Linked DNA regions of Gossypium arboreum: region 1 is linked to region 2. Evidence: chromatin contacts called from public Hi-C data. All regions are on one chromosome and are shown on one strand. Each heading gives the region's core, a stretch centred on a gene start, on an enhancer-like site or on the middle of the called end of the contact. The rest is flanking DNA. Distances are from core to core; before and after follow the strand shown.

Region 1 (4,577 bases), core at 865-3,364, 270 kb before region 2:
TTCTGATTCATAATAGGACTTCTCTTTTTCTGACAAAATTACAACTTTCTTCATATTGTCTTTTGATTTTTGATCATTATCAGTTGAAAATGAGATCCTCAACTTTGTGGGTTTTCCGATATCGACATAATTTCATTTCCAATGGCTAAGATTGGTTTCCAATACCGAACTTCACTCTTTTGCTTTACCCTATTCAACTACTTAATTCAGAGGATTGGATATGAGTTTGTGTTAATTATTTTATTTTTATATATTTAAAAATTAGTATTAATAGTTTATAATCTCATTAATTTTGGTTTAATGTGTAATTTTATATATTACATTTTGATTTGATTCGATTTTTATAAACAACTAACATCATTATTGATATAATATTATTTCATGTTACATATTACATACACAAATAATTATATTTATCTAATATAAAACTAAGTTAAATGTATTTATTTTTATAATGTATATAATTGAATCAAAATAAATAATTTATGTATACATTTGAACTAAAATAAAAAATTGATGTGTATAATTGCACAAATTTGAAATTCATGTATCAGCATGTGCTTTTGTTAATAATACATTAAATTTCATTAACTCTTAAAAATTGTATTTCATATGCATAGATTTATATAATTTCATAGTTGATATATATATATATATATATAAATATTAGTTAAAGTAAGTGTATCTTCCAACAGATACTTAGAAGAAGAAGTGCAGTTTTTCCGTAAATTCAAAACTGGAATCTGAATGATGATCAATTGTCATTTTTCGTGAAAAATGAAAAATAATCTCCTAATACGTCTTATATATATATATAAAGGCTGACGTTTTTCACGCTTTACATTGCTAAAAACCAATAGGACAATAGGTAAGGTAGAAGGTGCAATATAAACAACTTAAAATCGCAAAGCTTTCTGCCATCAGATCATCAACCTTTTTTCCTTCGCCAGAAGGAATAAAGATGCAGCAGACAAGATATTGGAAAAGACCAGTCAACAAATTATATTCAATATATAGGATCTTTATAGGGTACAACTGAATGGAATTTACTGCCACAAAAAGAAAAAAACTTACTGTTGATTCAACGTTATGATTCAATATTTTAGTATCATAAAAGAAAATGGCGGATGAAAAAAAAGAAGAAAAGAGTGTCCATATCGTAAGCTTAAAGCATTTAAAATATAAATGTTTGGGTTTGGAAATTTGTGTTTTGTTGCAGGGAAAAAAGGGTTATAGATAGAGATTCAAAGTATTTAAAGAAGGGAAAAATAAAAAAAGGAAGGGTTTACGTAAAGGACATGCATACAGATGACAGTCAAGGAAGACTAGATCCAGTCCAATGATACCTAACCCTTCTAAGGCATTCATCCATTTCTTTTTCTAACCATCTTTTTTTTTTTAATTAATTATTTTGGGTTTGGTTTTAGGATTTATATTTGATGTAACCATGTATAAGTTGGTATATCTAAATAAATGAAATTCAGATAAGCACAAGTGCAAGGAGTTTAATCCTTGGGATAAACTCGTAAAACCAAAGAAAGAAAAGAAAAAGGTGCAAAATTTGAACGTAAGGCTTAGGAAGATAGTGATTAGACTTCCTTGGAGGCGACAATTAGAGGTTACAGTGACCCTTAGATTAGATGCCCATTGATACTGACAACAACTTATCTTTCATAGGACGGCTTAATATATTTGTTTTTCAAACAAGCACTCCTTTTTCTAAATGTTGGTCCGTTGGGTCGTCGGATCCTTTGTTTTTTTCTTCTTCTTCTTCTTCAAACAAACACTCCTTTTCTCAACTTACCTTTTTCTTTTCCCATCCTTCATTTAAAAAAAAAAAAAAAAACTCAATCTCCCAAGAAACATTCCAGTTGTATTCTCGTTGCTTTTGAGGAATGTTAAATTAATGCGGTCTCTCATTATTTAAAAGCCTGTTGCAAGGGTCTTTCCTTTGTTTATCACATTTTTGCATGCCATGCATGGCATGCAAAACCCAACCCAACCCAACTCTACAATTTTTTACATTTTTAAAAATAAAATAAAACAAAATCTACACCCTCACGATACCCTCGTGGCACCTTGAGAATTGATAAAAACCCTGAGACGATCTGCTTTGATTTCCCTTGGAAAAACCATAAAAACTATCCTAAGCCCTAAAATTAGTGGACCCCACCCCAGCGAGTCACATAGCATCATGATTAAATTCGGGAGCATGAAAAAAATAAAAATGCCATCCAAAACATTAAATCATCTTCGATGGGTTTTGTGGGTTTGAGATGATTAAGCAAATCCCAGAGTTTCCCATTAAAAAAGATCTCCTCGAATTTTATGGGCATTTGAGCTCCTCCCCCACTCTCCTCTCCTCGGCGTGTTCTCCACGCTCGCATCGATCATTTGTGGGTCGCGTGGCGGAAAATGATGATTGGAAATGGCGACACTATCTCAGGCTACTCACAGGGTTTTTTTTGTGTGTGTTTTCGTGGTTTACAAAGCGGTGAGAAGAGCATCTTTTGGAAAGCGGTGGTCGTCCCGTTTGTCGAACTAAGTAAGGCCCCTCACCAATCTCTAGACGATCTGATTCTTTTTTTTTTTCCTCTCCTTCTCTCTCTCTTCATATCTTTTTGAATCTTTCCATCATATTCTTCATGAGATCAATTGAATATTATTTTGGGTTTTTTATTTTGGTTTGGGGTTTAGCCATGATGATGTGGGGTCATTTCTGAGTGTTCCCTTTTTTTTTTTTTGTTTCTTAATTTCTCAAATTTTTTGACCTTTTTCTTTTTGTGATTTCCCATCTTTGACTCAAACATCTTTCTTTTCTTTCTCTCTTGGTAAGCTAAGTAGAAACAGAGATGTTTGTTGCTTTGATGATTGCAGAGTATCTCATTTTGATACCTTTATTTTTAATTTAATTTATTTCATTTCATTTCCCCTTTAGCCTTGTTTCCAGTGTTGGGGATTTTACTATTTGCTAAGACAAAATACTAGAAACCAAAAGGCTTTTTCGGGGTGGTGGTGATGGGTTTTAGATACGGAACATGAAGAGATGATTATCATGACGATATTGGCTTTGGTTTTTTGAGAGAGGTTCACGTGATTCCAGGGTACGGCTTGGTTCTTATCATAGTAACCTTGAAAACTTGATTATCTTTTTCTTTTGGAAGGGGCGAATGGATTGGACTTGCCTATGACTATAACAACTAACGGAGACGCCGTTGTTATAATAGCAGTGTTCATAGCTCTGCTGAATACACTTATAAATAAATTTATCAACTTAATTTATCCTTCCCCCACTGCCAAAACCAGTGCGTGACGATCACTAACTCCTTCCTGTATACCTGATCATTGAAGACATAGTTAAAGTTAAAACCTTTCAGATATCACAAACCAACAAAAATTTTAAATAAACAAGTATTACTAAGTGATCAATGGTTATGGGAAATTACAAAATATGTCTTTATTCTCTATCCAACTCGGAAAACAACAATTTTAAACTTCAGACACTAATTTTTCTTTCAAACTATAATCAAAACGATGGTGTTTTTATTACACTGAGAGCACGAGGGAAAGGTATAAAATCCTGGGAATGAATAATACCCTTCGGCAGTGGGGACTGGAGCGTGGGAAAAACGCCGCAGAGAGAAGGGACGTGGGGGGGCGGGGAGGGGTGGAAATGTTCCATTTTCCTTGGGAGGCTGGCAATGACAGAGGAGAGGGGGCAGAGATACGGATACGGACAGAGGTTTTGATGTATTGGGTTTGAGAGTAATAGGGCCTCGTGATCGGAGAAGGCAGATCCATGGAAGACTGTTCCCGCTAGTCACGTGGCCCTCTTTTGACTACCCAATGACCAACCCATTGCTTTGCTTTGTTACGAGCGCCCCCCCCTCCCCCACCTCCCTTTTCCCCTTCAGTTTTGGAGTATAAATTCCATTGCCCACAGCACCACCTAGTCCTCAACTTGCAAATAGTAGAGCCTTATTAGTTATTTCTCTATACTATCCCCTCCACCCTGACCCAGACTCTGACTGGCCGACTTATTTTTCTTTTTTCTCTTTACTTAATATTTAAGAGTACAAGTATACTAGTAGTATTTTAACTATATTTATGCATAGTTTATTGTGTTTTTTTTTTGGGAGGTTTTCTAAAAGTTTATTTCTCTATCTGTAACATGCAACCTGGGACCCTCTCTGTCTGTATCTTTATGTCTCTCTTGCTATACAAGCATGTACATCTCTCCATTTGCATTTGACGACAACGTGGACTACAGGTGCTGACTGGTATTTCGCCATTTTATTAGCTTATAAAGCTACCAGACAACAACTCTTCTCAGTCCCCCCCTCTCTCTCTTTCCTCTCAACTTATTATTCAAACACTATATTATTGCACTTGGCTCTCAGTTTTACTATTTGGCTCGTACTATCCTGCCATTGCCCTTTAACTATACACTCCCACCATCAAATTCTTTCTATTTTCAATTACATTAGCTTGTTCTTTTTCCATTCATCTTCAATCCCTTTGTTTCTTCGTTTTTCATTTTGTTCTCACTGATCAGTTGGCGATTGTTGGTTGGTTTT
Region 2 (4,050 bases), core at 1,110-3,609:
ATGGCATAGTTCGGTATGGATGGAGTACTTAGCCTCATTTCGTTGTTTCCTCTTGTGAAAATTTTATTAATGGATGGTAGTGTAATGCTTATGACTTACTGAGTTATATACTCATTCGGTGTTTGCTTGTCACCCATTTTAGGTTTCTTGGACTCGACTTTTTGCGTATTCGGGACCGTCATCGAAGTCATCACACCAGCTTGCAACTTTTTGGTATCTTCTTCTTAGTTGGTCTAAGAGAACATTTCGGTATGTATAGGCTATTATGTTTGTTTGAACTTTGGTATGTAAAACTTTGGATAGCCATGAGAAAATGGCTTATATACATTTTTAGCATAGTACTATAATCGTTTGTATGTTGATCACTAAGAGGTATGGAAATGTTTGAAAACGATTAGCCATGGGAATGGTTAATCATGATTATACTTTGTGCTATGTATGCAAAAAGGGCTAATTGAATCATGGAAACTATGAAATAGGTAAAGTCTACCTTAAAGGCAGATGCTGACAGCAGCAGCGATGTGGATGTGAAAATTCACTAAAAATAGTAGGAATTGAATTAAATAGTGAATAAATTATGTAAATGAACCTTGATGAATCTACTTTCATATGGAAGAAATGAAACGGTTATATGAGTTGTATGTTAAGAGATATTTAGGTTTTCGTGAAACAGGGCCAGAACGGTTTCTGTATTCCCTGTTCCGACTTTGGAAATTCATTATAAATTAACCCGAGATATTTAGAAGTCATGCCATATATGTATAGATTCCTTTTTGAGTCTAGATTCTATAGAAACAAACGGCATCAGTATTGAAGCCCTGTACAGGGAGATATCCAGGTCGTAATGCATGAAGGTCAGTGTAGTCGCACCCTGTAACAGGGGAGACTTTAACTAATAAACTGTACTAATTGGCCCTACCAAAAATTCTAGAAAAAAAAATTTGTAGATGGATATATGAGTCTAGTTTCAGGGAAAAATCACGAAACTGATTTTTGAGTTGTAGAACTCAAGATATGATTTTTAAGGTGACAGTGACACAGTTAGCCAGCTGTCTGGAAATTTTTTTTTATGAAAGGTGAAATTAAGTGAACGAAGTCTGTTAACCCCTCGTGTCCGACCCCGGCGACGGTCTCGGGTACGGGGTGTTACAGAAGGCATTGTGGAAATATGAGTCAATGTGAAGATTTTTGGAGTATGTCTCACATTTCGGTCAAATTAAGACACAATTAGAGAGTGACGTTGCAATAAGGAGGAACTCCTTGTCCCGATGAGCTGCAGATGTCACGACGCAACACCACATCGTCTTGACGATGCGAATTCCATGTCACGACGTGGCGACGTGTCATGCAATTTTCTCGATTTTCTTCTCCTGGTTAAACTCTGATTATTTGTTTCAGTCGAACTGTGATTAGTGTAAATTATTTTAATATTATTTAACTTACGAATTTAGCCTATAAATAGGCCCGTTTTTCACCCTAGAAAAATAACACATTATACATTTAGGTATTAGCTTTTACAAGCTTTCAGAGAATTTTTGTTTATATTTTGAGGGTTTTTATTTCGGGTTTCAGGGATTAATTTTTATCTCTATCTTTGTTATCTGTTGTTAATTTGTCATCACATATGCTCATTTTAATCACTCAACTTTAATAAATTTTCATTTTGATCATTCATTTTATTTTTAGAATTAATTTTTAATTGTTAAAAAAACCTTGAGTTTTTTTAGGGAAATGAGTTATTTAGTTGCTAAGATTAAATCTAAAATTTTCACTTGTAACTCAATTTCAAATGAAAACTCAAATCTTTTCTTGTAGTAAACCATAACGTTTTCATTTTTATTGAAAAACTAAATTCTTAAAAAAAGAAAAAGAAATTAACTAGATAAAATAAATTTCCTCCAAAAATCTAAGTTTTTCCTTTAGAAATCCAGATAACTTTCTCTAAAGCCCTAGATATTTTTCTCTTATTAAAAGCTAAAATTAATTATTAAAAAGAAGAAATAAAAAGATAAATTGATTTTTACTATAAAATTAAAGTAAAATCTCAAGTTTTTTGCTTCCTTTTTCTAAGAAAAAAATAAAATGAATTCTAAAAATAAAAATAAAGAAAAATAAAAACAAGAAAATAAGTTTTCCTATTGAAAAAAAAACTAAAATTAGTTCTCAGAAAAATAAAAAAGTGATAAAATAAAATTTACTAAATTTGGTTACTATATAAGATCAAATTAAAATTAAAATAATAAAATATCTAGCAACACTCATATTGCAAACTTTTTATTTTTTTTATTAAAATTAAGTTACCAACAGAGTAATTTACCTAAACCTTTTAATCGAGATAGGTTTAGAACCAAAAACTTTGCTGCAGTTGGACTGAAACAAACCATGCTTCAAGAGAGAAAAAAGAGAGAGAAAGCGAATCCGAGACACAATAAAAGGACAAGTTCAGTGCTGTGGACCACCATATCTTCACTTTAATTCCTGCAAGCCCACAAAAGATAATAAAAGGGGTCCTCCCCTCTCCTCCTCTTTATTTTTTGTTTTTTCCTCCTCTTCCTTGCTGATTATCTCTTTAAGAGATTCCGTAATCAGCTTTTGTTTCTCATGGAACTGTCTTAGTGTGGCCAACCAAACAACCCTTTCAATTCAATTCTATCAACACACACACACACACATACTATATATATATATATATATGTTGCCTCCATAGAATCTTACTTTGCCTTGCTTGTTTGGGGTTTGTTTAGGGTTACAAAGAGTGGGGATTATATCAGACAGAGAGGAGAGACTAGAAGATGTCAGTTGCCAAAAATGAAATGTGTTGGGCGAGGCAATAATTAGGAGCTGGACCAGTGTGCAAGCTCGGAGAGGGCTTGTCGGTTGTACCATGTCTCTTAGTGCCACCATCCTCTAATGCTCATCACTGGTTTTTGAGAGTACAAACCAAACCCACCTGTTTCCTTTGATTGATGGATTTTATGGGGTCAATTGGGTGATGGGAAACACAAACCCCTTCACAAATCTCTCTTTATCCCTCTCTTCTCCTACCAACCATCTCCTTAGTTCACCTTCCTTAATCTATGCTAAAACAACGCTTTCCTGCTTGGTTTGGTCTTAAATAGAGTTTCGAGGATTCTTACAGAAAAAAACATCTGTGATCAAGTTTTAATTCATCAAGGTAAGCTCTTTGTAAACTTGTCTCAGCTAAGGGGCCCCATATCATAGTCCCCTTTCCTGTTTCAGCTTCCAAAACTTTATTTTTATCACTTTTCTCGGGTGTTTATATATATAATTAAATTTATTTTAGTCACTTCAAAATTTTTTCATTTGTCTCTACACTGCTCAAGCACTTGCGTTTCGTCTCCAGGAACAGGAAATCGGGATTTAGTGAAACGAGTTGGTGGGTTTAGCACTAAAACGTCAAAGTCAGGGATAATTTTGTCTTTCCCACTAATTATTTCTTTGATCAAGTGAAGAAGTGGTGATGAATTAGGGTATGAAATTATTGCATGTGGTCATGATGATGGGTTTGAGAACATATAGATTACTAGTTCATTAATTCCCTAATAATAAAAAACTGAGATCGAAGGCTTAGATCAAGGTTTTAATGGAACTGAGAGGCCAAGATAATAAGGAAATGGGGATGCCAAGCTCTTTTAGTTACAAAAATCAACTCAACAAAGACTCATATTCTTCAGCACCTGTAAATTCAGCTACGGGAGAAAGAAGAAGAGATCGAACGGTTCGTGGTGACCCCAACCTACCTCAAACCCTAGATGATCCACTTTCAGTACCTAACCCCAGAAGAGATCCGGACCCAGATCCAGTTTCAGCTTCCACAGCTACCACCGGTGAGATAGCAGCTGCGGCAGACAGCAGATCACCGCCAACACCGGAGCCCCAACCAGTCGCTGGTCCAACGTCGGCAACCATCAGCTTCACTCCTTTGATTAGGTATAAAGAATGTTTGAAGAACCACGCCGCCAGTATGGGCGGTCATGTGGTCGATGGTTGCGGGGAATTCATGCCGAGCGGCGAAGAAGGCACGCCGGA

Evidence for each region. Hi-C and Micro-C count contacts between places; a contact is called where the count stands out from the background.
Region 1: a Hi-C map of leaf shows a contact between it and region 2, with 2.4 times the contacts expected there. The contact joins the promoter of LOC108472801 here to the promoter of LOC108471968 in region 2. A contact is called at or near these places in 3 of 5 Hi-C or Micro-C datasets (all in leaf).

Annotation. Positions count from the first base shown.
Region 1 is chr11:27,267,004-27,271,580 of ASM2569848v2, reverse strand. It overlaps LOC108472801 (GATA transcription factor 18-like), which reads left to right and starts at 2,114. Exons shown (of 3, transcript XM_053021086.1): 1 at 2,114-2,545.
Region 2 is chr11:27,001,075-27,005,124 of ASM2569848v2, reverse strand. It overlaps LOC108471968 (zinc-finger homeodomain protein 6-like), which reads left to right and starts at 2,359. Exons shown (of 3, transcript XM_053022391.1): 1 at 2,359-2,507; 2 at 2,745-3,175; 3 at 3,365-4,050. The coding sequence starts at 3,605.